Regions from separate parts of the Mus musculus genome. Here region 1 is linked to region 2. Evidence: chromatin contacts called from public Micro-C data. All regions are on one chromosome and are shown on one strand. The core of a region is the stretch at or near the end of the contact, and the rest is flanking DNA. Distances in the headings are between cores, read along the strand shown.

The links. Hi-C and Micro-C count contacts between places; a contact is called where the count stands out from the background.
Region 1: a contact with region 2 is called in a Micro-C map of embryonic stem cells, with 5 times the contacts expected there. The contact joins the promoter of Pdcd4 here to the promoter of Rbm20 in region 2. A contact is called at or near these places in 5 of 39 promoter capture datasets (the 3T3-L1 cell line, the SN4741 cell line, embryonic stem cells and 2 more), 3 of 484 Hi-C or Micro-C datasets (embryonic stem cells, nephron progenitors and olfactory sensory neurons), 4 of 115 datasets of contacts at active chromatin or transcription factors (forebrain, memory CD8 T cells, pancreatic cancer cells and 1 more) and 1 of 9 other capture datasets (pancreatic islet).

The regions. Positions count from the first base shown.
Region 1 is chr19:53,902,000-53,904,699 of GRCm38.p6, reverse strand. It overlaps Pdcd4 (programmed cell death 4), which reads right to left and starts at 1,349. Exons shown (of 12, transcript NM_001168491.1): 1 at 1,212-1,349. It overlaps Gm30990 (basic salivary proline-rich protein 2-like), which reads left to right and starts at 96. Exons shown (of 8, transcript XM_030251154.1): 1 at 96-117; 2 at 628-2,700. The coding sequence starts at 96. The coding sequence ends at 1,829.
Region 2 is chr19:53,675,980-53,678,931 of GRCm38.p6, reverse strand. It overlaps Rbm20 (RNA binding motif protein 20), which reads right to left and starts at 1,626. Exons shown (of 14, transcript NM_001170847.1): 1 at 1,340-1,626. The coding sequence starts at 1,524.

The DNA of each region.
Region 1 (2,700 bases), core at 100-2,599, 230 kb before region 2:
CTTCCCTGGGATGCAGTCACATTAATTAGCAACTTGCATTCTGCTAAGAGCACTCTACAACAATAACGCAAAAGCAACCACTACTGAGAGCAACCATGTACATTTATTTTTGCAGCCGTAACAAGTATTTTATTTTCCTCTACTCTTACCACGAGATAGATATAGATATATAGATAGATATCGCACGCATATTATGGATATAAATACGAGCACGAATATATATGCTAGGGCCTTCCCCTAAAATTTCAAACTCTTAAATCAAGAGTATTACAGCTGTGAAGCTATCAAAATGTCTTAAACGCAGCTCGTAGGCCTCACACCCACCCCTCACCCAGGCCCGGAGCCGCATTTTGAATCATTCATAGCAGGTAGTCGACTACAGAGGCTGGTTTACAGAGCCAGTTCCCAAGGAGGGGCTCGGGGAAGATAGGCGAGACCTACATCTGCAGTTCTGAGGCTGTTCAGGGAAAGCAAAAACAAAAAACCAAAACCAAAAACCAAAAAGCACGCCCTCTACGTACATTACAGTAGCGGACAGCCACGGGCAGCAGACACAGCATGCGTTCACAGAGAGGGGGCTCCCTTCTCGGCTTTGTTTTCTCTAGGTTGTATTGTACTTTTTTTAAGGGACCCTGTACAGGAGACTGCAAGGAGGAGTTGGCACAGGGCCGGGAGGGCAGCTGTCCCCGCCCCGTGCCCGCACCGACCGACGCCTGTCCCGCAGGACCCCAACCCTCCGGCAGCGGGCAGGGCCGGCCGAGGCGGACCAGGCCTCGGTTCGGGGCACCGACCCCTCACCGGATCTCCGTCCGGACGACACCCCTCTCCTACCGTCCCGTCCCCCGCGTCCAACTGCGTCGGACCGGGCGCCCGGAGGCTCCTCTCACCGCGAGCGCACGCAGCCACGCACGCCCGGCCGCCGGGGATGGGGCTGCGGAGGAGGGGGCGGGCCCGTGCTGCAGCTCCCCGGCCCGACCGACCCGGCCTCGGAGAGCGAGCACCGGCAGCTCCCCGCAGCCCCGGGCGTTGGGCGAGCGCCGGTGGCCGGAGGGCTCCAGGGCCAGCGTGGACAGGGACCGAGCGTCCCGACCCCCGCGGCGAGGCCTCCACGCCCCCTCCCCCTCCCAACGTGCGGCAGCCTCCGCCGACCCGGGCCTAAGGGACGAGGACGCCGCCCGCCCGAGCGTGCGAGCCGCGCCCACAGTACTGACCCCCTCGGGCCGCCGCCGCTCGCCCGGGTCTCCGGTCCGCCGGGCCCCGACCCCGTTCCTCAGCCTCCGCCGCCGCTGCCTCGGAGCGCCTCTGGCCCCGCTCGCTCTGTTTGTTTTTGTTTTGTTCTACCCAGTAACACGGGGGCGACGGCGTGGCGTCTATTGGCCGAGAGGAGGACGTCCCGCAGCCAATCGTGGCGGCCGAGCTGCAGCCGAGGCGGCGAGGCAGAGCTAGGGGAAGTGAGACGTGGAAATAGGGGCGGGGCTCAGGGGGGCGGGGCGCCGTCGGCGCATGCGCGCTGGGCTTGGGACCCGCTCGGCCACCAGCCAGAGTGGGGGTTAAGTGCAGAGGGCCGGGTTGTGAAAGCGGGCGGAGGGCTGTGCCGGGCTGGGGGCTGGGGGCTGGGGCGCGGCTCGTGGACCAGACCGGCCAGTCCTCTCTACAGGGCGTCTCAGCCCAATTCTAGGGCGGTTGTGGATTTCCTGAGGTCCCCACTATTTCTGGGCGTCTGGGAGAATCTGCAACCACTACTTAACTTCTGCCCGCTGGTCCTTGCTCTCGCGTGGCTCCTGCCGTGTGTCCACGTGCTCAGGAAGTTTCTCGCAGGAAAAGCCTAACCCCTTTGAGATAAAAATCGCTCCCTTTTCCCAGATAAAGAGATACAAAAACTGAAGTCCCTTTGCTAACCAGCCAGGCCACTATGGTGCTTGCATTCTTTCCAAAGCTGGGTTTCTCAACCATGGCTATGGTTTGTGTATTGAATCAGCCCTCTCTAGCTGTCTTCTGTGACGTTTCCTTCTGGCTGCCATCTCTAGCCTTCATTTTGTCTCGGATGTTATCGCCTGAGATAATGTGCAGCACCGTATGTTCTTCCTGTGCACCTGGAAAGTGACTGACCTGCTTTCTCTGGCCATGTTTACCTTTAGTCTGAATGGCAATACCAGAATGTTTCCCTTGGTCTTTTCAGAACTGAACTGCTCGATAGCAACCACCATCCCCTAACGTGGGCCTTTCTACCCCGGCTCTTACTGCCTGGTGTTATCTAATGTTCTTCACACACACACACACACACACACACACACACACACACACACCTTCACAAGCTCCCCACTGCCTCCCTGGAGTGCCTGCTTCTCAGCAGACACCCTAGAGCCCACAGTGCGACTTATAGGCTTCAAGGCTATGTCTGCACACCCTAACCCCTGGATACCCGTCCTCCTGAACCCACTTGGACAGCTCACTGCTCCGCATCCTCCCTTGTGTCTTGCCAGGTCTTTTATCATATCATCTCGAAATGTCTCTCCTAGATGGCCTCTCTGCCTGGTACATCTTATCCAAGTCTCTCAGCCTCCCTCAGTCTTTATCAAGTCTCATGCCAGTATGATCCATTTTCTGAAACCTGATTCCGCGGAGCACCAGCCAGTCTGCAGGGACTGAGGACATTCTGCCCGGCATTGTTTCATCTGAGTCCCAGTCCTGGCTTGTCCC
Region 2 (2,952 bases), core at 377-2,876:
AGTAAAAAAGACTTTAGATGTAAGCAGTTTTTATCAGTTGACCTCTATTTACGTTGCGGATCGAAGTGAAACTTCAGGAGATATATAAAGTGTCAGTTCTCTTTAGGATTTGCTGGACCGCTTTACAAAGAGAGGAAAAAGGACCACCTTAGGAAACTTTTCACTTTTAAAAAGTTGCAAATTGCAAGTAGCTAAAAGTTATGTAAAATATCAAAGTTAAATAGGACTTTAGGAGTCAACCAGCCAACAGATAGGAAACCATTTTGTCCTGAAACGCGACACCCCCCCTCCCTGTTATTGATGGCAAATTTGAGTTTTCACTCTTTTCTATTAGATAACTCGCTTTTTAAAGCCATTCAGAGTTGACTACTATTTGCTTCCATTTCCTTTTCCATGTTTGCTTTTTTTTTCCTTAGTGCATCGTAGTGAGTTTACAGAATCCCCAAGATCAGAACAGCCAACAAAAAACCCCAGCTCCTCATGTGAGTTTTCCTGAGTTTACATGTTCCAATTAGACTTGTGGAAACACTCAAACTATTTTTCAGGACTTTGTCACAGGTGGACCAAGCCTGAAGCAAAATAAAGAGCCTTCGAACAATCCGACATTCTAGGCCTCAAACTGTCAAAACAATGCTTTTTAAGGAGCCGAGGGAGTAAAACACCAGCGGTTTACCTCTACGCTTCCCAGACGGGATAAGGGGCTTCCTGGGACCCCTGACCACCCCAGCTTACCAAACCAATGAAAAGAAGAACGGTGAGGTTCACCACGGTATCTAGGGGAAACCTTTTCTGCAGCTGAGAACTCCTTGCAAGGGCCATGTTGTAAACTGTTTGCGCGTTGTTTACAGGCCCTCAACTCCCTTTGTCCCAAATCTCTAGTTGACTCCACTAAAGGTAGTTTTGTTCTCAGTGGCGATTTATCACACACCCTTCACTAAGCGCTCACACTCACGCTTGACCCGTCATCGTCACCGTAATACATTCCAGTGGTCTCTAAGGATCAGAAGGATGAAAAAAATAGTCTCTGGGTCATTTCCCCCAACTTCGAGCTTATGAAGTTAAAACAGATCCAGTACCATCAGAAGAGAAAAGAGAACACATAAGAAAAGGCAAAAATTATGCCCCACCACCACCACCACCACACACTAATAACTTGACTGCGTTCTACCCAATATCACCAACAAGCCAGAATGACACCGACCCAGCTCAGAGCGCCAACAACACTTCAAACACAAGCGGGGCGGGCGAAGTTTAGCAAAGGATGGAAATGAAGCCACAAAAGAGGGCCCCTGGTGTGTGTCCCAGGCTCACCCCAGCCCCACTCCATTCTCCCTCTTACTTTTGGATGATCTGGGGCAGGCTGGCTTGAGGCTGAGGCGGTGGCGGTGGCGGCAGAGGCTGCATCCCTTGCTGGCCCTGGGGCACGGAGGGCCCCTGAACACCGGGCATAACGCAGGCATCTCTGTCGGGTTGCTCCGGACCGCTGGGATCCGCGTCCTGGCTCATGGCTACTGCCAGCACCATGCGCGGCGACACCGGCCCGGGCTCGCAGCGAAAGAGCGCGCGGGAGGGGCGGTCCCGGAACACAAGCGCTCACTGGCCGGGGTCCCTGTGCCCAGTCCCCTTGTCCTTCTCGGTGGCGTGGGGAGGAGACGAGAAGGGTGGGGAGGAGACAGTCCCCGCGGCGCCGCCTCCTCCACCTCCCGGCGCTCAAGCTGGAGAGGCTGCGGAGGGGGCGGGGGACAGGGACAGGAACAGGGGGCGTCCCCGGGGCCACGGAAGCCGCGAGACGCCCAGGAGCTGCTGCGCGCGGGGTGACCGGGACAACTGTGCCTGTCCACCCGAGGCACAGTGAGTAGCAGCCGCCACCCGCCACCGCGAGCCCTTCGGGGTGACCAGCCAGGCGCTCCTCAGCGCGACACCCTCGTGAGAGGGCGACACGCCGGCCCGCCCCGCAGCCGCCCTCCGCCGCCTTGTAGTTTCTTCCGGAGCTCACAGGCTGCCCGGCTCCGGCAGAGTCCCGAGGACATCGCCAGCGCGAAGTGCGCCCGGGGCTTGGCATCCTCCTGCGGCTGGAGCCCAGCCAGCGCCTCTGGAAGGACCCGACACTGTCACATCCTTCCCTAGGTGGGTGGGACTGCGATCTCGGGGCCCAGATGATCAGGCCCCGGAGCTCACCACGCTGGTAGTTCCAGCTGTCGCTTCGGGGGTCCCAAAGGCGACGGACAGGGTAGCAGTGGATTCATTTCTTTGAATTTTCCCACGAGAGCAAAAGAAAACCAGGCACACGTTTCTTTCATATTTATTGGCAGCGTCTCTGGAAATTTAAAGGATAAGGAAGAGAGTTCACCGACTCTGTTAATTGCCCGGAGCCCACCTGCGCCGGACACCCGTGTGCACCGGGGTGGCAGCTGTGCGACGCACTTGTGAGGCTCTGAGGGCGGAGCAGCTGGAGACGGCGACAGGGGACACCTGCTCCCGCAGACCCTCCTGCACCTGAGCACCGGCCGGGGAGTGGCCGCCTCGTGCTCTCTCGGACTGTGCTGTTCCGTGGTGTTCCAGACACGGACGCCCGCGGCCAAATTCCTCTCTCGTGCGTTATAAGCCAGAGGGCAGCGAGCTGATCCCACAGCCTGAAGTCCTGCCTGCCTGCTTCACACACCAGAAAATTCTAAAGATGTCTCAAAACCTGACAACTGCTTGAACTCTCTGAAAGATACTTTTTGTCCCTCCTGACTCTTGTGTCAATTTCCCCTTGAAACTGCCTACTCTGCCACCCTACCTTAGAGAGCTTCTCTCTCTCTCTCTCTCTCTCTCTCTCTCTCTCTCTCTCTCTCTCTCTCTCTCATTGCCAATTAGAGTTACGATTATTTGTATTAAACATCACACACATCATTCACAATTCACACAAGTCTGACAAACAAACAAACAAACAAACAAACAAAACAGAAC